Regions from separate parts of the Mus musculus genome. Here regions 1, 2, 3 and 5 are each linked to region 4. Evidence: chromatin contacts called from public promoter capture Hi-C data. All regions are on one chromosome and are shown on one strand. The core of a region is the stretch at or near the end of the contact, and the rest is flanking DNA. Distances in the headings are between cores, read along the strand shown.

Evidence for each region. Promoter capture Hi-C pulls out the DNA fragments that hold promoters and counts their contacts.
Region 1: a promoter capture Hi-C map of erythroid cells shows a contact between it and region 4, with 14 times the contacts expected there. The contact joins the promoter of Crls1 here to the promoter of Rnf24 in region 4. A contact is called at or near these places in 2 of 39 promoter capture datasets (erythroid cells and pre-B cells).
Region 2: a promoter capture Hi-C map of pre-B cells shows a contact between it and region 4. The contact joins the promoter of Ebf4 here to the promoter of Rnf24 in region 4. A contact is called at or near these places in 3 of 39 promoter capture datasets (cranial neural crest, liver and pre-B cells) and 1 of 9 other capture datasets (embryonic stem cells).
Region 3: a promoter capture Hi-C map of pre-B cells shows a contact between it and region 4, with 7 times the contacts expected there. The contact joins the promoter of Nop56 here to the promoter of Rnf24 in region 4. A contact is called at or near these places in 3 of 39 promoter capture datasets (cranial neural crest, liver and pre-B cells), 1 of 484 Hi-C or Micro-C datasets (CD4 T cells), 1 of 115 datasets of contacts at active chromatin or transcription factors (pancreatic cancer cells) and 1 of 9 other capture datasets (liver).
Region 5: a contact with region 4 is called in a promoter capture Hi-C map of pre-B cells, with 4 times the contacts expected there. The contact joins the promoter of Trmt6 here to the promoter of Rnf24 in region 4.

The regions. Positions count from the first base shown.
Region 1 is chr2:132,844,849-132,849,276 of GRCm38.p6, forward strand. It overlaps Crls1 (cardiolipin synthase 1), which reads left to right and starts at 1,818. Exons shown (of 7, transcript NM_001024385.1): 1 at 1,818-2,277. The coding sequence starts at 1,969.
Region 2 is chr2:130,294,448-130,299,041 of GRCm38.p6, forward strand. It overlaps Ebf4 (early B cell factor 4), which reads left to right and starts at 1,492. Exons shown (of 17, transcript NM_001110513.1): 1 at 1,492-1,702. The coding sequence starts at 1,566.
Region 3 is chr2:130,272,807-130,277,668 of GRCm38.p6, forward strand. Nop56 (NOP56 ribonucleoprotein) reads left to right here and starts at 1,606. Exons shown (of 12, transcript NM_024193.2): 1 at 1,606-1,670; 2 at 1,828-1,917; 3 at 2,226-2,340; 4 at 2,857-3,018; 5 at 3,170-3,368; 6 at 3,630-3,817; 7 at 3,901-4,052; 8 at 4,226-4,326; 9 at 4,670-4,818. The coding sequence starts at 1,668. Snord110 (small nucleolar RNA, C/D box 110) reads left to right here and starts at 2,709; the gene lies at 2,709-2,767. LOC115489609 (a small nucleolar RNA gene) reads left to right here and starts at 3,431; the gene lies at 3,431-3,563. LOC115489632 (a small nucleolar RNA gene) reads left to right here and starts at 4,389; the gene lies at 4,389-4,474.
Region 4 is chr2:131,349,879-131,354,704 of GRCm38.p6, forward strand. It overlaps Rnf24 (ring finger protein 24), which reads right to left and starts at 3,014. Exons shown (of 6, transcript NM_178607.4): 1 at 2,858-3,014. Gm30590 (a long non-coding RNA gene) reads left to right here and starts at 2,954. Exons shown (of 2, transcript XR_374984.2): 1 at 2,954-3,300.
Region 5 is chr2:132,812,867-132,817,810 of GRCm38.p6, forward strand. Trmt6 (tRNA methyltransferase 6) reads right to left here and starts at 3,188. Exons shown (of 11, transcript NM_175113.3): 1 at 2,938-3,188. The coding sequence starts at 3,068. It overlaps Mcm8 (minichromosome maintenance 8 homologous recombination repair factor), which reads left to right and starts at 3,275. Exons shown (of 19, transcript NM_001291054.1): 1 at 3,275-3,599; 2 at 4,208-4,379; 3 at 4,839-4,922. The coding sequence starts at 4,232.

The DNA.
Region 1 (4,428 bases), core at 568-3,067, 1.5 Mb after region 4:
AATTAGTTACTTAACTTCCAGGAAACCAGGAGATGAATAACTAAAAAAACCAAAATACCCAAAAACTGAGTTGGGGAGATGGCTCAGTTGGTTAAGTCTGAGTAAGATCCTCATGTAAAAAGCCAAGGATGCTTCATTTGTAACCCTAACGCTGGGTGGAGGGAGGAGAGGCAGTTTCCTGAAGCTCCCTGGCCAGCCTGAACTGATGAAGCCATTCAGCATCAGCCTCTGCCCCCACACCTACACACATACAAAAAGCAGTGTGCGCTGAGTAACCAAAATAAAGCAAATCCTAGTATTTTACAACGAATATTTAACTGATAGTAAATGCAAAATGAAAATGAAATGAGGGATAATATGCCATAGAATACCATAGAAATATTAAACCCTGACTTGAAGGAACCAAGTGGTAGCTGATATAAATATGATCAAAGTCAGCTGGTTAGATTAGCTGCAAGCAGCTCCATCAGTTGACCCATCCATCCCAAAATGGGCCGATCAGACCACTGTATACAAGGGGATGACTAAGGCTAAGACTATATACAAGGGGATGTAACTCTAATTATGAACAGAAACTGACTTTGTTTTTGTTTTCGAGACAGATTTTCTCTGTGTAGCCCTTGCTGACCTGGAATTTACAGATATCTATCAGCCTCTGCCTCCCAAGTGCTGGGATTAAAGGCATGCACCACGGCCACCTGGATTTATCTTTTTACTTCTTTTTCTCTTTGTTTCATACCACTGCTTAGATTTTTCTTCTCTTTTCCTCTTCTTTCCTTTTCTTCATTTTTCTTTCTTCCTTTTTTAATTAAAAAGAAAAGTCTAGGCCTCTCGCAAAAACCAAAACAAAATAAAGATGATCTTGATAAAAAGCTCCTTAAGACTACAATCCTTAGCCGGGCGTGGTGGTGCACGCCTTTAATCCCAGCATTCGGGAGGCAGAGGCAGGCGGATTTCTGAGTTCGAGGCCAGCCTGGTCTACAGAGTGAGTTCCAGGACAGCCAGAGCTACACAAAGAAACCCTGTCTTGGAAAAAAAAAAAAAAAAGACTACAATCGTCAAATGTGATGTGGGCTTTACGAACAACTTCCAGGTGAGTGTGTGCCATCACAGACTGGGCTGAAGAACAGTGGAAAGACTGCAAGACATCACCACGTGGTGACCTTTCACTGGTTTGGTTCTTGCCCGACCTGGATTCAAGGCCCTGGGTTCAAGCTCAAATCTATAACAAAATGGTAGGTTAGGTAAGGTTATAACAGTGAACTGATTTGTTTCTAATTCAGACTTAGAATAAGCAGGTTTCTCCTGTCCACGGGCTTCTGTACCTGTAAAAGTAAAGGCAAATACAGAAGGCATGTTAGAGTTGTTGAGAGGATAAATAATGACACTATAACGCATACAGTAAGCACTTCCCAAGTAAACAATTAGTGATTGCTATTATTGACATTTCCCTTTGCTCTATTCATATGCATTTAGTGCTAAGGAAGCAGAGTAGGTACTTAACTACTTTGATGCCAACACTAATGCTTTACATCTCCAGTGATAATACAGAGCCATGCACACCAGCGGGCCACTTGGCATCAGGCAGGCCTGATATAAGTGGCTTCCTGTGGCCACGTGGCACTCGCTCTTGGTCTTCCCTACCTGTCATTCTTCTTAGCCTGCAGGCACTAGCGGCTCTACTCACTAGTCAGGTCTTCCTAACCTGCGGGCCTTAGCTGTTCGTGCTCGCCGCTGCCGCGCGGGGGCGCCGGTGAGCAGAGCGGCTGGGTGTCGTGAAAACGTCGTGAAAGCTGACTCCCTTGGCGGTTCAGGCCACCTGTATAAGCGGAAAGTGCCAGAGTGTAGAAATTAGTATGGAGCTGTCCATACGGCCTCGGCACCGCTCGACTTCTCTAGAGAAGCTGGCAGCCGGTGCCAGGGGCGTCTGAGTTCTCGACTCTTGGACTCCGTGGAGGCCACACGGCCATGTTGGCTTGGCGCGTGGCGCGCGGCGCGTGGGGCCCTCTTCGCGTGGCCCTCCGGCCTCCGGGGGCGCGGCTCGGCAGGGGCGGCTCCCGCAGGGCCCTGCTGCCGCCCGCGGCCTGCTGCCTCGGCTGCCTGGCTGAGCGCTGGCGGCTGCGGCCGGCCGCGTTCGCCTTGCGGCTGCCCGGCGCCGGCCCGCGGACCCACTGCTCGGGCGCGGGGAAGGCAGCCCCGGAGCCCGCCGCCGGAGGAGGAGGTGCCGCCGCGCAGGCCCCCAGCGCCCGATGGGTCCCGGCGAGCGCCGCCAGCTCGGTACGTGCGAGGGAGGGTCGGCGGGACGCAGGTGACGGGCTCGGCGCTCTGTCGCGACACTCACCCGGTGTTCTGGGAAGTTACGGGCAGCCAGGGCGTTCGATCTTGGTGAACTTCAGGGGTCCCCCGCCGGGTACAGTCTCTGGCCAAGTTGAAACCCACTGTAATCCCCTTGTGTGCACACCCGTTGCTGGGAGGTGTGTCTACACGTTGCATAGGTAAAAACAACCATCGCTCGTCTAGTTAATCTGTTTTTAATTTTTTGAAGTGAATCTTCAGGGTTAAGTTCGGCGGAACCATAAGAACGGCCCTTCTGTCCGTTTGTGCAGATTACATCATCCTTTGGTCTTTAGCAGTATCACGGAGGATAATTATCTGGCTTAGGTTGTAATGAAAAGATCTTTCAACTTTGTATTATAGAAAGCTTCAGACTATTCTTGACGTAACAGAAGGATTTGTTCACCTTGCCTGGTAAGATAACTTCCCAAGCAGGTGACACCAGAGCATGAGTGTGGCCCAGCTTTTGATGTCATGTTAGCAAGTCCATGCAATTATTACATCTTCAATTGTTAGGTCTTCAGCGGCCACTGTACTGCCCTGCTCTCCTCAGTTACACAGCATGGGCTGAGGTGGCCACACCCCGGCAGGGGTCACAGCTTCAGGCCTAGCTTTAAAACTCTTGGAGATTGAACGCCGCCGGATGCTTTGAAGTTGCCCTCAACCTGGCTGAAGCCCTTCCCAGCACAGTTGGCCGAGTATGCCACAGGTTATCTGGTTGGGTAATTTGAGATTAAGCTTTGTCGACTTTCACAAATGTCCAAATGTAATAACTAGATATTAATGAGCTTTTTGTAGGGTTTTGTTTTTCGAGACAGCTCTTCTCTGTGTAACAGCCCTGGCTGTCCTGGAACTTGATCCGCTGGCCTCGAACTCATGAGATTCACCTGCCGCAGCCTCCCGAGTGCTGAGGTCAAAGGCCTGCACCACCACCATGCCAGCCGGTGAACATTTTTTTGTGGGGCACAGGCTCACTTACTGGCCTGGTAGCCAGCTGTAGTTGTGTTGTGTCTTTACCAAGGGAAGTGAGGAGGCTGGGTGCAGCTTTCTATTTAGTCATGCTCTTTCAGTGTGTTAGACTAACTTTGGAGCTCTTCATTCTCAGCTTTTGCTTGCTTGTTTTAGTTTTGAGATAGGGTTTCTGTGTGTAGTTCTGGCTGTCCTGGAACTTAATCTGTAGACCAGGCTGTCCTCTGAGATCCACCTGCCTCTGCCTCTGCCTCTTGAGTGCCCAAGTTAAAGGCGTGTGCCGCCATAGTCTGATGGCTTTTGCTTTCTAGCACAGCCCTGAGCTAGCTACCTTTCTCTCTTCCCAGCTTTTGTGAGTTGCTGTAATATTGGGTCAGTATTTGACTTTGTTCCACAGTGTGGTCAATAGCCTTACTCTTTTCATTACACATACAAAGGTCAGGGCAAATCTCGAGCTGTCTCAGCAGCTTGATACTTTTTCTAAATTTCAGGAACATTTCTAATCTTTGAACCTGGGTGAAATGAGCTTGTTTTCATACAACTATATAGCGTAGTCCTACTTGAATAGAAGATTCCAGCTTAGAGGGTTGTATTGCTTCTGATTTGGCCATTGTCCCTATAGAATTTGAAGTTCTATAATTTTCAGTGACAGTATTCTCCACCTGCCTCCAACAACCACCATATTATTCCTCTACACCGACACGCTTTCTGTCGGGTTCTTAGTATCAATGCCTTTTCTTATGAGGTAGGTGGGTCATGAGCTGTTTAAAGATGATCTTGAGAAGTGAGCGCTGCCACTTTTCCCTTTTGGTTCATGCAAACATACTTGCTACTGATACACATCATGATCTCGGCTTCCCTGGATTGTCTTTTCACTCTCCACGTGTGTTCTGGGAACTGAGGTTGTCAGCGTGGCCCTAAGAACCCATACCCAGTGAGCTCACCAGCCTGCTTTTTTTTTTTTTCCTAAAAAGGTTAAGGTTTAGCAAGTTGGTTACTGACTTACTGATTAAAAGGGATGCTAAAATGCTTCTTCGAAGATAGCATTCAAGGGGGTGGAATCTTGACTAATGGAGAAAACAGTTCAGGCTCCAGGGAAAGATATTTTCTTGTTGTTTGTGTACC
Region 2 (4,594 bases), core at 242-2,741, 1.1 Mb before region 4:
CCAAGGTCGAAGGCCAGATGATTTCTGTGCAGATATAAAAGATGAACGGACTCAGAAAGAAGGCTGGAGAAAAGGAGGTGAGCTGGACTTAGGTTTAAGAGCCCAGCTCACCTGAGCCTTTCAGAAACGTCTACTTGCTTTCAGAAGCAAGAGATTTCTCAAAAACTCAGGTGGGAATGTAAACTTAAGTTTAGGTAATCCAGGGACAGGAACAAGAATGGGAGGTGCAGGACTCGGGTAGCTCAGCTTGCCTGGGGCCGCATCTTCACCACAAGGTGAGAGACCCTTAAGCGCTAAGGCGCGGAGGTTAAGCCGAGGTCAAGTGGCACCAAGGGTGCAGCGACTCCTAGAATCAAGCGTTGGCTGAGGAGAGGGCGGCGCATACTTAGGAGAAGAAGATGGGACCACAAAGATGCTGGAGCTTCGTCTGGTGGCGACGGGGAGGCCGTGGTGATTCCCCAGCGTGGTGTGGACGAGCTGCCCTGCTTAGGCCGGGCTTCCTCGCCGCGCAGCCCCCAGCCCATCCTTTCCCCATCTTCCCTGGCCTGGGCCAGCTTCCCGGCGCCCCTCCACCGAGGCCGTGGCCCCCAGCCCGGCTACGGACTCGTCAGGGTCCGCCCCGCCGCCGCGGCCCCAGCCCGGCCGCTCCTCCCCCGATGATGTCACGTCCCTGGCCGCCCCTCGGCCGGCCTCGCGCCCCGCCCCCGCCTCCCCTGGCCCCGAGTCCCCTGGGCCCACCCGCTTGCGACAGCCCTCCTCTTGCCCGTGCTCCCTCCCTACGGCTCCCGCTCCCCAGGGAGCGGCGGCGGCGGCGGGATGGCCAGGGCCCGCGGCCAGGCCCCGGGGAGCGGCGGGCGGCGGCGGCCGCGGCGGGGAGGCGCGGGGACCGGGCCCCGGGGGGACTCGGCCGGTCTGCTGCTGCTCCTGCTGCAGGTGCTGCCGCCCGGGGCAGCGGCAGGCCCGGGGCGCCGGGGCACTCGGGGGCCTGGCGGCGGCTGCGTCTGCTGGCCCGGCGCCGGCCCTGCTTTTCCACGGGACGCGCGTCTGCTGCTGTTGCTGCCGCCCCGGCCACCACCGTCGCCGCCGCCGACCTCCACGGCCGCAGCCTCCCCCTCTCGGATGGTAATCAGCGCCCCGCGCGGGCGCCGCGGGCGGGCGGGGGAGAGACCCGGGTGGGGGGAGGGCGGGCACCTCGCGGGGCGCTCGCCCCCCCCTCCGACGACCGCCGCGCTGGGCAGCCGCCAGAGCGCGCCTCTGGGGCGCCTCCGTGCGGAGCCGGTGCGGGCTCCGCTCTCAGTCTGTTCACTGGCTCTCAGGCCGCGGGGGAATCCCTCCATCTCCCCGCCCCGCGCCCCGGGAGGGGAGGGGACAGCGCCGGCGCCCGGGGACCCGTTTTCTCTGAGAAAGCACCCGCGAGGCGAGCGGCACTGAGGCGCCGGGACTCCGTGCAGCGCTGCGCTCCTGGAGGCTCCTGGTGCCGTCGGGTCGGGCTGAGCTGAGACGCCCACAGCCTCGGCGGGACGGGATCCCTGGCAGTTGGGGGCGCCCACGAACTGCGGGTCCTTATGTTCCCCGCACAGGACGCTCTGCCCCGCGGTGGGCTCCATCTGAAAGAGGAGCCGCTGCTGCCCTCCAGCCTGGGCTCGGTGCGCTCCTGGATGCAGAGCGCGGGCATCCTGGACTCCAACACCGCGGCGCAGAGGTAAGCGCTCCACCCGAACTAGCACGCTGGTTGGACCGCTTAGTGTCGCCTTCGTCCTGCACGCCTAGCTACTGGAGCGAGGGGTGGAGGGAGTCCTAACTCTTGACTGTCCCGACGAAGTCTCCTGTTCACCCTGTGTGAGTTTGACTTCTTCCTGAGGATATGGGGCGGGTTGCTCACTAGGGTCCAGGGTTCTGGAGGTGGTGTCGCCTCCTCCCGCACACCTGGAGCCATGGCCCACAGTTACTAGTCATCTAGAGATGTACAGCCCCTTCTTCCTGTGCAGTCTCTACCGTTCCACTTGTCCAGTTCCGTGGCTACCCAACAAGAAAGGCAAGAAACTCTGTGGTGTACAGAACCAGAGATGTGGGTGGGGCTGAAGAGAGGCTTAGCCAGTGGGCAGTTAGCCTTGCTGAACTGATTGGGGCTGAGAATGAGGCTGGACTCCTCCGTCTGAGTGGTTTTGGTTAGAACCTGAAGGAGACTGGAAGCTCTTGGGAATTAGCAGAATCGGCTCTGGTTACTTTTCAGGGGGAGGCATAGGGGACTAGACAGGAGACTTCTGTAAGGAATGGACACCAGAATTTGGATGGGGACTTTGAAAGCTTGTTAACTCAGTCACGGCAGCAGCTGGAACCTGGTCTCTGTAACACTCCCTCTCATTATACAACATGGACTGGAGGTTATACGTCTGATCAGATGCTCACGGTGCCTCACGCTAAGTAGGTGTCCCTGCGGACATCCAGGACAGGGTAGGCACTGGCTCTTCAAGTTTTAAATAGCTTCTGTCCAGTATCTGAAGGGTGTCGAAGCAGACCAGGGCTGGCACATCACTCCCATCCACACACCCAGACTTGATCAGGTATCACTTGTGGTGCTTCCCAGCCTCACCCAGTACTAGACAGAGAGTGTTTTCTGGACGAAGGGGTGCAGTATTTTTGCACATCTGTCTTCAAAGAGAGAGTGCTGAGCTTTCTGTTGAATGATCTCTCCTGGACAGGAAAGGGTATTCCAGATGAGCCGATTCCAGTAAGTTAGAGTCTCTAGTTAGAACGGTCTAGCTAGAGACTATAGAAACACAATAACAGATGTTTTAACACTACTGTTCTCCATGTGTTGGTATATTTCCTTGCTCTCCGTGTGTTGGTGTATTTCCTTGCTCTCCGTGTGTTGGTATATTTATTTCCTTCCCATGCCCTTCCCCCACCCCCTTAAGGTTTGTCTTGTGCTAGCCTTAAAACTGTGTGTGCCTCCTTTTCTGTTGGTTATGGCTTTCCCGCTGAGGCGGTCGTGTGACGTTATAGCTGAGTGTATTAGACTGGAAGTTGCTGTTTCTTTCAGACTTTTCTCTCTACCTGCCCAGGGCTGCCAGATTAGATGAGGGGGAAGCAGGGGTGCCAGAGATGATATCCTGACAGTGGGTGAAGGGGCAAGAAATCTGGGCATGAGACTTTCAGCCTCAGCAATCCTAGTCACCGACAGTGTCTCTACACAGAGAAAGGTTCTCGAGTGGGGTCTATTCCGAGTCCCCAAGACCACATAACTGAACCCCAACGCCTTCTGAGGTTTGAACAGAACATTTTCCAGGCCTGAGCTTGCTTGTCCCCGAGTCTGGAAACTGTCATTCTAGGACACAGATTGAGAGTTTTCAAACCCGTGGGTGATTCTCTTCCCACTTCCAGAGGGGAGGCTACTCCTTGTTTTTGTCTCTTTCCACGTTGCTCGTCCTTTCTCCTGTGTGTATCTCCCCCCTCAGTCCTCTGCTCAGGTCTTCCCATCCCAAGTCATAACAAGAAACCTCCATCTCCCAGCCTCCCCTTCATCGTCCTTCCCTGCCTGGCTGACGCTCCTGCAGGGCTGCTGGGTGTGGATGATCTGCGCCTTCCTCACCTTCAGCCCACAGCCACTTGGTTTGCAAAGCTTATGGATGCCTACTGCCAATCCCAGTGTCCCCAGGTACCTTTTAACAGTTACACTTCTGAGCCCTAGACCGCATTCCTCCCTGGCTTGCAGGATAATTCAGACTCCTGGTCCTGTACTCTGACTCGCCACTTTAAGGATGGTTACCATAGGCTGCTGTCACTGGCACATCCCAGACACCTGGCATTCAAGGCTTGTCACAATCTGACCCCAGCTTTCTTTCCCAGCTTCTGTATGACAATAGCTGATAATGTTGAAGAGGCAACAAGTCTGCCAGAACTGCTTTCTCTTAAACCGGTCCTGAAGCCCCTAGCATCACACGCCCACTGCAGAGCTTTAGCGAGCCCACTGCATCACCCACTGCAGAGCTTTAGCGAGCCTTCAGCAACCCCAACTCGCCTTCAGCACCTGCTCTGTTTCTGTTTCCTCCCTGCCCAGGAGAACAGTTCTTAATGTTACCTAAACTACAGGTCAGGCTCTGCAGTCCGCCGCCTGTCTCTGTTTTCCTGGCTCTGACAACTGGGGCTTTCCTGTAGGGCCAAGATGGCAGTCCATTCATCAATCTTTCTGTAGCCCACAAGCTTAAGGAGTCCACCTAGATGGCTCCAAAAGGCTTCTCTGTCAGGCACCTCTCTTCACTTCAGTATGTTCTAGCAACTGCCCTACAGTTAGTTACCCCTCAGCTACCCCTCTCCAGTTTTAAAACTTCAACTTTACAAAAATGCCAAAGTTTCGAAGAAAGTAGATGAAGAGGAAAAGGCTCAGAGGGCTTGCTAAGATCAGCGAGGGAGCCTCTGCTAACAAGAAGGGAAATTCTGAGCATAGGATGTAGGGAAAGAAGAGGAAATGAATACCCATCCCATAGGAAGGGGAGGGGAGGCTCCCTGCTCCCTGCCAGGGTCTCCTTAACAGGGATGTCTGCCCAAAGGCCCCTGGCCACTGCTGTGACTCCTCCTACCCAGAATCAATGGG
Region 3 (4,862 bases), core at 356-2,855, 1.1 Mb before region 4:
GTAGGCAAGAGCAATTAATTTATCAAAGAAGCCTAGGGAAGGGAAGAAATGGTGTCTGATATCACAATCTACAGATCCCACTAGGTTCAGAACTATAAATATTGGAGGACTTTCTTTTTTTTTTTGAAACAGGGTCTTACCATGTAACCTTGATTAGCCTGGAGCTATCGATATATACCAAACTAGCCTTGAATTCACAGATGTCTGCCTCCAAAGTGCTGTGATTAAAGGTGCGTGTCACCATTCAACTCCTGGGGTGACATTTTAATGAAGTGGTGGAGGTGAGGAAGCCAAAGGAACATCTTGTTTTGCTTGTTTGTTTGTGCTGTGTCGCCTCATCTAATCACAAGCATTTATAGCTTACTTTTCTTGAAACAGAGTTTCACTGGGTAACCTTATCTGCCTTGGAATTTGCTATGTAGCCAGGCCTGTCTCTGCCTCCCAAATACCAGAATTAAAGGTGCGTTCCACCATGTCCTGCCAAGCGCTTGTAGCTTCCTAGTTGCAATACATACACATTTCTTTACTATCCAAGTCCACTTTATTATCCAAGCCAGCTCCATTACAGGCAATGTACAGCCAACTTACTCCATTATAGAGAAAGTACAGCCGACTTACTCCATGATAGACAATGTACAGCCGACTTACTCCATGATTCTTTTTTCTCGCATAAGGCATAGACTATTTAAGAGAGACTATTCAAGTTTGGGATTTATTTTCTCTCTCTATTAGATATTTTCTGAATTTACATTTCAAATGCTATCCCCAAAGCCCCCAATACCCTCCCTCCGCCCTGCTCCCCAACCCAATCACTCCCGCTTCCTGGCCCTGGCATTCCCCTGTACTGGGGCATATGATCTTAGCAATACCAAGGGCCTCTCCTCCCATTGATGGCCGACTAGGCCATCAAGTTTGGGATTTATAATCCTAACACTAAAGTAAAGTGTCTTTTTATTTTCTTTTTTAAAGCAAAGGTGATTTTAAATTATCCACCTTGGTGTGCCTAAAACTGGCACTGAAAAAAACAGGAACGCAGCTCCTTGGAAGAATTCTGGGCCTACGCGGCCATGAGCAACCACGTGGTGCCGAGCAGCGCTGGGTTCTATGAATCAGGGAAAGGAACAGAACTAGGAAGAGGTAAACCGCTCTTGTCTATGCCTCAGCCCGCACCAACAATTTTGTTAACAACAAAATGTAAAAGGAAGAGGCAGGCAGCAAGAAGACGCCATTTCTGCAGGGTCTGAGGCCGGGTCCCACGAGGACCCGGAATATCTGGGCAGCGGGAAACCTGCGAGGCTTATCAGGAAGCCTCATGTCCCCTCACCGAGTTCTGCCGCCCGGCACACGGGTGACAAAAGCACGAGGAACGAAGAAGGGTGGTCTCCAGGCCACTCTGCGGCCTGCCGGCAGGAGCGACACCATTCACTACAGACGCAGTACCGGCTCGCGCAGCCGCAGAGGCTGGGCTTGGCAGGCCCGCTCGCGCCCGTGGTAGTCCAACCCGCCCGACGGACGATACCACACCCGCGAACCCCCTCCGAAGACCTGACAATGGTTTCGTCCGCAGCCTCTGATTGGTCAAACCGGAGAAGGTGTGGTCTCCGCAGTCTGGTTCCGCGCGCCAGAGCGCGCTAGCCGCATTGCGAGCTGGGCACGGAGCAGGCGCCATGGTGAGGAGTGGTGGTGGGGTATTTGCGTAGTGAAGGCCTTAGCGTGCGTCTGGGTTTGCATTCGGGGTCGTGCTCCGGGTCTGAGCCAGGGCCTGCTCTAGCAGCGGCCCCGCGGACTGGGAAGTTTGACTGATGGCCGCGCGCCGGTTCTTTTCAGGTTCTGCTGCACGTGCTGTTCGAGCATGCGGTCGGCTACGCGCTGTTGGCGCTGAAGGAAGTGGAGGAGATCAGCCTGCTGCTGCCGCAGGTGGGTGAGCTCGGTGGGCTCGCGGAGCTGCAATGCAGCCCCTAAGGCCGCCAAACCCCAGCATGCACCGCGTGTTCCCACGTGGCCGACCGCACCGGGCCCGGCGGGGGGGGGGGGAGCTCTAGAATGAGGGGACTCTTTAACGCGAATCTATATAATTGGAAGCGGTCGGAGATAAACATCTCATTTCCATTTCTTGAGAATTAAGATTCGGGGCCCAGGCACCAATTGCTACAACAGCTGGTGCTTCTGCCTTACTGCGCTGTAGAAGCCAAATTCAAAGAAAGCCCATTCATCCTTCTCTCCAGGTGGAGGAATGTGTGCTTAACCTTGGCAAATTCCACAATGTCGTTCGTCTGGTGGCCTTCTGTCCCTTCTCTTCATCCCAGGTGGCCTTGGAAAATGCCAATGCTGTGTCTGAAGGTGAGTCGGTCCCTCCGGAACATGGGATTCTGGGTGGTTGATGTTCTTAGATGATTTTCTTCTAAGCTTGATACAGTCTAGGGATTATTTGAGACCTACAGGATGGCATTTTAAAACATTAATATGCAGGGGCTGAAGAGATGGCTCAGCGGTTAAGAGCGCGACTGCTCTTACAGAGGTCCTGAGTTCAAATCCCAGCAACCACATGGTGGCTCACAACCATCCCTAATGAGATCTGATGCCTTCTTCTGGGGTGTCTGAAGATAGCTACAGTGTACATATAATAAATAAATCTTGTAATTTAAAAAGCACTTAAATGCTTTACAATTGTGCTCCTGGACCTGTGGTAGAGCCAGGCTTTGCAATGATGACTTATATATCTGTCAATCCCCTGAGAGATCACTGACGACTCCATGTGTCTGAGCAATGCCTGCGGGGATGGGTGTTAACTAATCCGATTGGAGACAGTCTCCAATCTGCAATGTGTGGTTTAGAGCTGTTTTCTTTGTCCCAAAGGTGTTGTTCACGAGGACCTCCGCCTGCTCCTGGAGACATACCTGCCATCTAAAAAGAAGAAAGTACTTCTGGGGGTTGGAGACCCCAAGATTGGTGCTGCAATACAGGAAGAGTTGGGGTACAACTGCCAGACTGGTGGTGTGATAGCTGAGATCCTTCGAGGTAAGAGTCCTATTTCATTTATTCTGTCCACCACGTGGATGCAGTGCCCACAGAAGCCAGCAGGGGGCCTACGGGCCTGGTGATGTGATCTGCTGTGAGTGGTTACTTGGGTCCTGGAGGATCTATTCTTAAAGTCCCATCTTCTTTTTAGGAGTTCGTCTGCATTTCCATAATCTGGTGAAGGGTCTGACAGATCTTTCTGCTTGTAAGGCCCAGCTAGGGCTGGGACACAGCTACTCTCGTGCCAAAGTTAAATTTAATGTGAACCGAGTGGACAACATGATTATTCAGTCCATAAGCCTCCTGGACCAACTGGATAAAGATATCAATACCTTCTCGATGCGCGTCAGGTAAGGTATAGAAGTCGAGCATGGCCGATGATTCATGTGGGTAAAATCATGGACCAAAGCAAGGCCTCCTTGTGCTTACCACAGGCTGTGTTCCTACACTGACTGTATAGAAAGAGGAGGCAGAATAAACCTACCCCATGTACACCTCAGCCTAGGCCACTGTGCCTGGTCTGTATTGTGAATGGGGAGACACGGGCCTGAGAGAGCTTGGGACCTGAGTTGAGGTTTGATAGCTGGATCAGAGAATGACTTCCTCTACAGGGAGTGGTATGGGTACCACTTTCCAGAGCTGGTGAAGATCGTCAATGACAACGCCACATACTGTCGCTTGGCTCAGTTCATTGGGAACCGCAGGGAGCTGAATGAAGAGAAGTTAGAGAAACTGGAAGAAATTACGATGGACGGGGCCAAGGCTAAGGCCATCTTGGATGCTTCTCGGTCCTCCATGGGTCAGTGCGGAGCGCGGCAGCCTGTATAAGGTACGAGACTCCTTGAGTATCTGGTCCCCCTGTTCACACTAGGTGTTTCCTAGGCATGGACATATCTGCTATCGACTTGATAAACATCGAGAGCTTCTCCAGTCGTGTGGTGTCTTTGTCAGAGTATCGCCAGAGCCTACACACTTACCTTCGCTCCAAGATGAGCCAAGTAGCCCCCAGCCTGTCAGCCTTAATTGGGGAAGCGGTGCGTCATGGGGAACACAAAGTGGGGGAGTGAAACTCAGCATTCTGTACCGCTATCCTTGTGGCTAGCATGTTGTCCCTAGTTGATGCATGGTGGGGAAGAGAAGAGGGGATGAGCCTGGGAGGTCAGGTTCCCACTTACTCACCTGACCTCCTCCTCGGATCTTTCTCCAGGTAGGTGCACGCCTCATTGCTCATGCTGGCAGCCTCACCAACCTGGCCAAGTATCCAGCGTCCACAGTACAGATCCTTGGGGCTGAAAAGGCCCTGTTCAGGTACCAGTGAGGGCGCCTGCTCATGTCAGGTGCTGCTTCTGGTGTCCACTGTTTTGTTTGGGGATTACAATGATGGCTGACCAGGGCAACCTGACCTATACAGGCCTCTGCTATGGGGGTGATGGCCAGTCCTGGTGTCTGAGTGATTCCCAGGGCCCAGCAAAAGGGGACCGAGTTTCCAGGTCAGCAAATTGGATGCCTTCCCTCTCTGCCTCTGGGAGCTAGGTTGGCACTTGGTGAGGTAGAAAGTTCAGCCAAGCCTGGTGGGAAATTGTTAGAAGAGGGGAACTTGGCTATTTGGGTCAAGTCTTTTGACTAAACTATTGACTGAATATTCTCACAGAGCCCTGAAGACAAGGGGTAACACACCAAAATATGGACTCATTTTTCATTCCACCTTCATTGGCCGAGCAGCTGCAAAGAACAAAGGCCGTATCTCCCGATACCTAGCAAACAAATGCAGTATTGCCTCAAGAATTGATTGCTTCTCTGGTATGGATGGGGAAGTTGGCATTTGAGTTGAAGGGGTTACAGTG
Region 4 (4,826 bases), core at 1,764-4,263:
CCAAAAGATAAATATTTAAACACAATACATTCCGTATTTTGCTCTTTCTTTAAAGTTTTGTTCTTGTTTTGGTTTTGATTAGTTTTTGAAGACAAGGTTTCTCTGTGTAGCCTTGGCTGTCCTGGAACTCACTCTGTAGACCAGGCTGGTCTTTGCTGGGATTAAAGGTGTGAGCCAGCAGCCTGTGTGGGTATGTAAACTTACTTGCCAGAGCAGATGTACTCATCACTGAGCAACCTCTTCAGTCCCAGGTACAGTAATGTTATACTTACATGCTGAGAGGAATGACAGTGGGAAAATAGTAAGCCTGTTTTTCTTTTATTAAACCATTATGTCTTTTGTTTGCTTGAGACTGATCTGTATTATGTAGTCCTAGCTGCCCTGGAATTCAAAGAGGTCCACCTTGCTTCTCCCTCCTGAGTGCTGAGGTTAAAGGCGATCACCATACACCCAGCTTTTAATGTTTCTGTAGGTTCATAAAACTTTCTATGTTCAGAAAAAAAACAGAAACAAACAAACAAACAAAACAAACAAAACCACGGTGATTGTAAGGGACAATAGCCTAGAGTCTGACCTGAGGCTATTCAGGCCACATTCCCTGGCAGAGTGTACTACAACAGCATGTGAGGTACCAGGCCTACCAAAGCAAGGCTGCAGGGAAGTCCTGTGTGATACCAACACATCGAAGATCTATTACGTGTTTGGTTGCGAATTATTATTATTTTAGCAGGGTCTCGTCAGGATCTCTTGTATCCCAGACTGGCCTCAAATTCACTATATAGTCAATCTCCCAAAGGGAGATGGATTACAGGTATGGGCCAGCAAATCTAGTTAATTCCGTCCAAGGGATCAAATCCAGGGTGTTGTGCATGCTAAGCAAGTACTTCGTGTTTGGTCCCTTGAATTAATTTCTGATCACTTAACATTCAGAAACTTTTGATTGCTAATGTTTGTGACTCCCACAGTTATGCAATCCCATATTGGATTGTGACCCACAGTTCACGAAAGAAAGATGCATAAAGCAAGAATTTCATTAAGAATAATGGATTGTCATCCAACCAGTGGAAACTTTCCTTCAAATTAAAAGCAAATGTTTCAGGCAGAGTCTATACATAAACAGATGTTGTGGAGGTTTACATGTCATTTTGTACTGAAATTTTACCAGGGATGAAAATATATGTGACTCAAAAATAAGTAATCTTGAAGAGAATCTTAAAGAAAACTGAACCCACTCAATTATTCATATATAAACTGCATTTTTTTTACCTCCACTATTTTGAATCAAAAGATCATAACAAAAATATTTCAAAAATGTGCTTTTTCACTCTACAAAATTAGAAGGGTAAAAAAGAAACAAAAATATCATTATCCAACTAGAGTAATAACTATCTTCTAAAATTCAAATAATCTTGCTTAAAACAAGATAACAAGGAAAAGTTTGTTGTTTATTGAGACAAGGTCTCATTCTGTGTTATGGCCTGGAAATTACTATGTAAATCAGACTGGCCTTGAAACCACAGAGATCCTACTGCCTCTTCCTCCCAAGTCCAGAGAAGGCATTTTCGGCCACACCTGCCTATCTTAAATACCTCTTTTTAACTGTCTAAGTGAACACACCCTATCAAGTTAAAGCCTATGGAACCCAGCAGCGCTTCCTAGCCTCTTTGGGGACGGAGAAGGGGGGAACCAGGAGCAGGGGCGAGGGGGAATGAAGACAAACAATGGAGGAAAAAAGGGGTGCTTTCTGATAAGTCATGTAAGATGATCTGTTCAGCTAGGCTGCACAACCAAACACACAAAAATTCAGATCAAAGCTAGGGTGCATACCACGGTAATATTTAGGTAATATCCTTTGCCAAAGCATTAAGGGGTGCGGGGCGGGGGCGGGGAGGGCGACGACCGGACTGACAAGAAGGTGGAAAGAACCTGCTAGACCACCTCTTATTAGAGCAGAAAGGCAAGAAACATAATCTGTCTGTATGGAAGAGTGGGGAAAGCAGTGCCCTAGATATATTGGGAGTATTCCTATAGATAGGTACACAAGCACAAAGACCTATTATCATGAACTAAGCCCAGAAAACAATGTTCAGGATGCCGGCGTACCGCCGCTACGTAAATAGATCACCATTAATCGTAAAAGAAAGTGTTCTAAATATACAGAGACATAAGAATGCAGACTCACACTTTCAATGAACAGACCCACTGGTTTTACAATGAGAAACAACGAAACACCAAAAGACCTGTTATCTGAAATAACACCAGAGACGAAGGGGTAAAGATGAAGTTATCTTTACACCTCTTTTCCTTCTGCCCTTTACGACGATCTCAGACGGTCTCATTTCACAGGACACACACCACTAAGGTCTCCGGAAACAAAGCAGGGTCACTAATTCTCTGGCCTGTGGGTGCACGCACGCCCCCCACCCACAAATGATGAGGCCGCCATATGACTTTCATTAATAAATAAGCCAACCAGAGAGGTCTCAGTGTGCCTTGCACGGTGTGACAACCAGGCACGAGACAAGCACCACAAAAGAAGGAGTGGCTCGGGACCAGAAAACCACTGCCACACCGCACCCCCCGAGACCAGCGTCGGTCCCCACCACCGACGCAGAGGCAGCGGCTCCTCCATCCTCCGCCCATCCCGCCTCCCCCGCCCGGGCCCAGCCCGAGGTGACCTCCGGGTGACAGCCCGCGCCGCCCTTTGTGCCTGTATGTGGGGACTAACCCACGGACCCCGGTCTCGGAGGGGGTGCGAGGCCGGCGCGCTGCCCTCAGCATCCCAGAGCCGGACCTGCGGAGCCTGCGCTTCAGCCTCAGCCGCGCGGCGCTCAGGCCCAGCCCTCCCCTCACTCACCCGGGCGACGGGCAGCGGGCGTGCGGGCGGCGGCGCCCGGAGTCAGCTTCTTGCGGTGAACTGCTAGAGCCGCGTCCGTGAGTCCGAGCCGCTGAGCTGGCGGTAGCGACTGCTTAGCTGCGGCCCCGGCGAGGGGCGGGCCCGGCGGGGGAGGGGCGGCGCCGCGCCTCTCATTCATGCCGCGGGGGCGGGGTGTGGGACCCGGATGCCCGGGCAAGTCCCGCCTCCTCACTGAGGGCGCGCGGCTTCATTGTCGGCAAGTGCGCAGGCGCGGCGTCCCTTCCGCTGGGCTACTGGCTGCTCTAGAGGATTGATTCGTGATGCCCAGCTATAAGGTTCATATCTTCTCCGCTGTGTAGTGTTTTCCGTGTATGTGGACGTTCGTAAGAGTTAAAAAAGTAAAGCTTCGCTTCTCGTAGCATCCGGCCCAAGAGTCCTCAAAGGTGAGGTACCCCTAGTTAGATCTTCCACCTGCTGCGCCTGTACAGACAGTGGAAGGAAATATATTTAAGAAACAGTGTGTCCTTTATTTAATTACATCTACTCATTACTCTCGACCCCCAGCTCCTATTCTACACTACAGACAAACTGACTCAGGATTTGGGAGCACTGAGCCCTTGCCTAAATTCTAGCAGGTCAGCGAAAGCATGCAGGAGTTCTCATAGCTACCACTGCTAAAACGGATTAGCAGAGGGTGTGGGTACCGCACCTCAGGCCTCCCTCCCTTAACTTCCCATTTCCCTGGGAGGTATTTCCCCCCCCCCCCCCGCCCCCAATCCTTCTATAAACCATAACTAGTTTGTGACTTTAAATTCATCATGGAAAATGCCCACCAGCCCATTCCTCCAGCTTTAGTAAACCATACATTTCCTAGGAAAGGGGAAGTAAGAAGGACTCAGAATGTTTAATCACAGACCCTCGACCCAACTTCCTCTCTCTCCAAATCAGGCCAACACCTGTGAGCTATTTCCCTTCTCTCCTCCCCACCTCTCCCCTGCCCTCCTCTTCCCTCCTCTCCCCCTCCTTCCCCCGCCCCCCTTCTACCTCTGCTCTCAGGATCCCTGCTGTGTTGTTGCCAGCTTAAAAGTCCTACCTAATTCTGTCACCTTGGCACATAGGCTAAGGCAGATCAGTACCGACATTAGGGTACAAAGCTTTCATATTCTTGGTCTCTTGTTCAAGGAATTGAAATAAAAGCTCTCACCGATGTGTAAAAGTAGCAAGAAAATTTAGTTGAAGCAAAGCAAGGGGGGGGGGGGGAGCAGCAAAGCAAAATAAAAAAAAAAAGAAAGAAAGAAATATTCAGGACACACTACAACGGAGCTGCAGGCCACGTGAGTGAAGATACTCAAGGGCTTGGATTACTATCTCAGGCTTTCTTTTACTGCATTCAAGAGAAGTGTCGCACAAACTAGAGTTGTCCGGGGAGAGGTTACCCCAGTTGAAGAATTACCTCCTTCAGGCTGGACTGAAGGCACCTCTGTGGGGCATATGCTTGATTAATGATTGATGTGGGAGGACCCACCCCTTGTAAGCATATCACCTGCCACCGACTGTAAACCTATACACACCAGGAATCTCCTTTGGAAAATATGTCAGTGGTTGTACTGGCTAGAGCTTTATGTCATATCCACACAGCTAGTGCTATCTGGGAAGAGAAGCCTCAATCGAGAAGATGCTTCCATTAGATTGCTTGTAGGTGAGTCTGCAGAACATTTTCTAGATTACTGGTTGACATGAGAGGGCATGAACCACTGTGGGTGGTATCACACCTGGCCAGGTGGTCCTGGTTGCTATGAGCAAGCCATAGGGCGCAAGCCAGTAAGCAGCACCCTTCCATGGCCTCTGCACCAACTCTTTCTTTCTAATCCCTCCTTTGAGTTCTTTTCTGACTCCCCTCAATGATGGCCTATTTATTACCTGTAAATGTAAGCCAAATAAACCCTTTCCTGCCCAAGTTGTTCTGGTC
Region 5 (4,944 bases), core at 1,938-4,437, 1.5 Mb after region 4:
ACAGCAACCCTCAGACGCCAGGGACAGACATCTGAGGCCCAGAGAAACACACTGGTCAAGAGTCAGTTACCTGGTGTGGTGGTATGCATTTCTCCCAACATGCAGGAGGCAGAGGTGGAAAGATGCCAAGTTCCAGGCCAGATTGGCCTTAGCTACAGTGTTGTAGGATGCTCCTCTGAATTACAACACTCCCTCCAATTTTAAATACTTCTTCTAGGAGGAAAGATGACACTCACCAGTCTCAGGGGGCAAGCAAACAGTCACATGTCTGGAGAAAAAAAAGCCTAGAAGATTCTTGAGGGTCTCCTATCTAACAAGATAAAAAGGAGTAAACAGTTGCTGCTGGGTGATGTGTGTGTGCGCGCGAGTGCACGTGCTCGTGTGTGCACACATTGGTTCACCAAACTGGACATTGCTGCAGTCATTTCTTTGGTCTGTTGTGGGTTCCATTTCTGAGGTGAACTGATGTGTATCGACTCGACAGAAAAACATAACACACAATGACAATTGTATACATGTTTGTGTGAGGAGTTAAAGTTGCAGGATTCATACAGGTCTGCAGATACTTTCTACATACATGGCATGGCTGACGTAAAGAAAAGCTTTGTACCTAAGGAAGCTTCAGAGCCCAGCTCACACGCACAGAATTCTGAATTCTGAGACCTGTCCTGACCTGGTAAACTCTGCTTGTGCCCTGCATCACTCTTTTCATCTTTCCTTTTTCAGTTCTCTATCCCACCATATCTTTGTATATCATATCCTTAAAAAACGGTTAACTACTTTCATCTTTTGTGTGGGCATGTGCACATGTTAGTGTTTGGGTACCACAGCATGCATATGGAAGTCAAAAGATCAACTCAGATACTGGTTCCTGCCTTCCATCTTTCTATGAGACAAGGTGTGTCTATGTCTGTCTCTGTCTCTCTCTTATTTATTTATTATTTGTTTATTTATTTAATGTGTATGAGTAAGCTGTAGCTGTACAGATAGCTGTGAACCATCATGTGGTTGCTGGGAATTGAATTTAGGACCTTTGCTTGCTGCAATCCCGCTCACTCCAGCCCTGCTCGCTCTTGTCCAAAGATTTGTTATTATATCTAAGTACACTGTAGCTGTCTTCAGACACACCAGTAGAGGGTGTCAGATCTCATTACGGATGGTTGTGAGCCACCATGTGGTTGCTGGGACTTGAACTCAGGACCTTCGGAAGAGCAATCAATGCTCTTAACCACCGAGCCATCTCTCCAGCCCGGCAAGATCTCTCTTGTTCACTGTTATATATGTCAGGCAAGCAGTCTCAAACTTCTATAGAGTCTCCTGTGTGTGCCTCCATCCTGCTGTAAGAACGCTGGGATTACAGATATGTACCATAGCACCTCATGCTTATGTGGTTAAGAGCTCTACCCTTTGAGTCATCTCCCCTCATTCATCAAATGCCACTTGAACTACATGTCCTCTGGAGGTGCTCCTGACTCCTAATTCTTACTCTTTGCTGGATTTCCAGTAACTAACATCTATTTTGTACCTCTTATCCTCATCCTTGAATCATGTTGGTGTTAATGAAACACTTTACGCCTCTGCCAGCCTATCTTATGTGCAAAGGTGTGTGTGGTGGGGGCCTGGGGGGCAAGCATCCAAACTGACAGGCCGGAAAGTGTGGGAGGCGATCTGATAAATAATGAAGCTGCCTGTTTCCTGGGAACGATTAAGAGTGGCAGAGAGCCATGATCTCTTTGGTGATAGGGAGTCCGGCTTGGGATGCAGCTGGGTTCAGTGGGTCATTTTCTAAATAAAACAAAAAATTAGGATCGTGGCTTCCTAAGAACAGGGATAGTAAAAAGAGCTTACAGCTGACTCTTTAGGGAGCTGGAGAAATGACCCAGCACTCGAGAGCACTTACTGCTCTTCCACAGGATCTGACTTTGGTTCCCAGCACCCAAGTTGTGTGGTTCCCAATTGGCTGTAACGCCAACTCCAGGAAATACAAAGCATTTGGCCACTGAGCGCACAGGAATTCACATACTCAAGCCCACAAAAACACACACACACACACACACACACACACACACACCTTAAAACAATACTAGGTCGTTTTTTTGTTGGTTTTTTTTTTTTTTTTTGAGACTGGATTTCTCTGTGTAGCCCATCAAACAAACTAATTAACAAAAAGAGTACCTTTTAGAACTAAAGATACAGTATGTCTCCTTGGTAACAAAAAGGATCATCTAACAAAACACATTATAAAAAGGACATTCAAATGGTTGTATCAGAACATGAAGCAAGCTGAGTGTGGTGAAGCAAACCTGTAATCCCACCACTTGGGAGGCAGGAAAGTGTTTGCTTCAGCGGGCCATCAGCAAGCACCAGTATGTATACTGGGCTTAAGCTGGCCATGTACCTTGTAGTAAGTTCTCTTTTCTTACAGTAGACAGATTTTTCCCACTGGGATCCAGAGAATAAGACTGCCTACCTGCAAGCCATACTATGTGTAAGAGATCTTTCTTATCTCCCTTTTCTCTTACTGAGGAAGTTGGATTTATGAAGAAAGTGGGGAGCTGGGAAGAGAGTCAGACATAAGAGATACGAATGTGAAAGGTTGGATAAATTCTGTAAGACTAGTGAGGCTCTTCCCCCGCCCCCCAAGAATCCTCGGGAAAGCACCCTCCTGAGTGGGAGTATCAAGAATGGAATTCTTGGGAAGAGAATTTGGCGCAGAAGGTAGAATAGAAAGTTGGGGAATGAAAGGTAGAGGCGAGTACTGTACCCGTAAGCCAAGGATGCGGCAGGATCCCGGTGGGAAGGCCTCAGTGATAGGAAGACCTGAGTGGTAGCAATAAGGGCTGGGGAGCGGGATTCAAAGAGCCAAGAATGGGGCACAGGAGGGAGTGATTATCCGGGTGGTGGTGCGCGCTGCCCAAGGCCAGCAACCAGACTCACTTTCTCCGCTGGACTTGCACTGCTTTGAACACATCTTCTCGCTTCAGCACCACGAAGTCACCGTCATGGATGCAGTGGTCCCCGAGAGGCGGGGGCGGTGAGCTCGGCTGCTCCGCAGCTGATGCCTCCATGGAAGCCAGGTAAATTTCAACCTCCGTTTTTGCTCCAGCCGCTAGGAGCCCGGCACGACCAGGAGGGACCTGCGTCTCCGCCGGCACCGCCCCCACGTGCTGCACGCCGCTTCCGCTTTCCGGTCCGGACCTCGGGACGGCTTCCGGAAGCCTGGCGACTTCCGTCTCTCTGAACTCTTTGATTGGCTACACTTCATCCCGCCCCCTAGTCGCGTGGCTTCCTTAAGCAGAAGCGCGTCATAGACGCGCCAAAAAAGAACTTCAAGCGAGGTCCGAGTTTGCCTTCTGGGCTTGTGCTCGGCCTTCCCCGCCCTGCGTCTGGCGTTCTGGCGCGCAGTGACGCGGGCACCGGGCGGCTCCGGAGACGGAGTGTCCGCGGAGCCCTGCGTGAGAGTGTATACGGCTTACGGCTCTGTCGCAGGCTCCGGGGCTCCTGAAAGCAGGACGCGAGGAAGACGGGGAGTCAGGGATTGCGTACGACTTTTCTCAGGCTGCTTCCCTATGTAGATGTTGGAATCGCCACCGTTCTCAGTATGTTATCCTGTTGGATCGATGTGGAACGTAGTGTTGCGATGGAATGTCTCATCCTGAGGATCCTGAAGACTTGAGCTTTTATCACAGGGCTATCACAAGCAACCTTGATTATTATTAGTTTGCATACTTGCGAATCTTTTATTTATTAAAACCTCTTAGGGTTAGAACAGGTTCTCCTAATGAATTACAGCACAGCGTATGAATCTATCAATAGTTTGTATCTGTGGGATAGGAATTTTTAAGTGGAGTTACTTTCTTTTGGAACAGTTTTAGGACAGCCTGCCACAGAAAGTAATACAGCGAAGATTGGGCTATGTTATTTCCCTAGTATCGTACTGGTGAGGATTATTTTCAGCCAATACTGCCCAATATTAGTTCCACACAGAAAACCGGTTCAAGTTAACTCCTTGATTTCTCTCTTGGTGGTTTGTTGAAAACTGGTATTGAATAAATGTCTATGGTGTACCTTAATCATGATGGAGATTAAAAGAATTAACTATACAACACATAAGGTTTATACTGCAGCATGGAACTTTGCAAGCCTAAGTGCTGGTCTTAAACACAGTACATTAATCCCCCCCTTACTATGTTAATACATTTTTTAGGAGTGCTCTTGACTTGTGGAAGACATGAGTGGTGCTTATAGAGGCAGAGGTTTTGGACGAGGAAGATTCCAAAGCTGGAAAAGAGGAAGAGGTGGTGGGAACTTCTCAGGAAGGTGGAGAGAAAGAGAAAACAGAGTTGACCTGAATGAAGCTTCAGGAAAGCACGCTTCTGGTACGTGCACGCAGGGATCGATATGTTTTCTCTCGGGAAAGAGACAATTCAAGGGCCGGTAGATGCCAGAGTAGGTAAGGGGGACTGCTGCCAAGTGAGGACCCTCAGGTCCCTGGAACCTACATGGTGGAAGGAGAAAACTGACTCCATAAGCTGCCCTCTGACCTCCACATATGCACTATGGCATGTGTGGGCCTACTAGTGTGCACAGGCAACATAATGTAAAAAGAAAAAAAAAATACAAGGAATGGAAATAATGATAATGCCTATTAATAATAATGCCTAGTAGATAGCAGGATAGTTTAACTCAGACTTCAGGTCTGAAGGTTAATATTTATAATTCTTATTGAAATATCTAATTTGGAGTCTATTAATAGACTCCTGTAAAAGGAGAAACTAGTTGGAGGGAAAACTAGCCAGTGCTTTGGTTTTTACTAACATCGTATTCTACGTTTTCAGCACAAGCCTCACAACCGTTACTTCAACAGTCAACATTGGATCAGTTTATCCCGTATAAGGGCTGGAAGCTTTACTTCTCTGAAGGTGGAGTTTAAGAACCATAAGT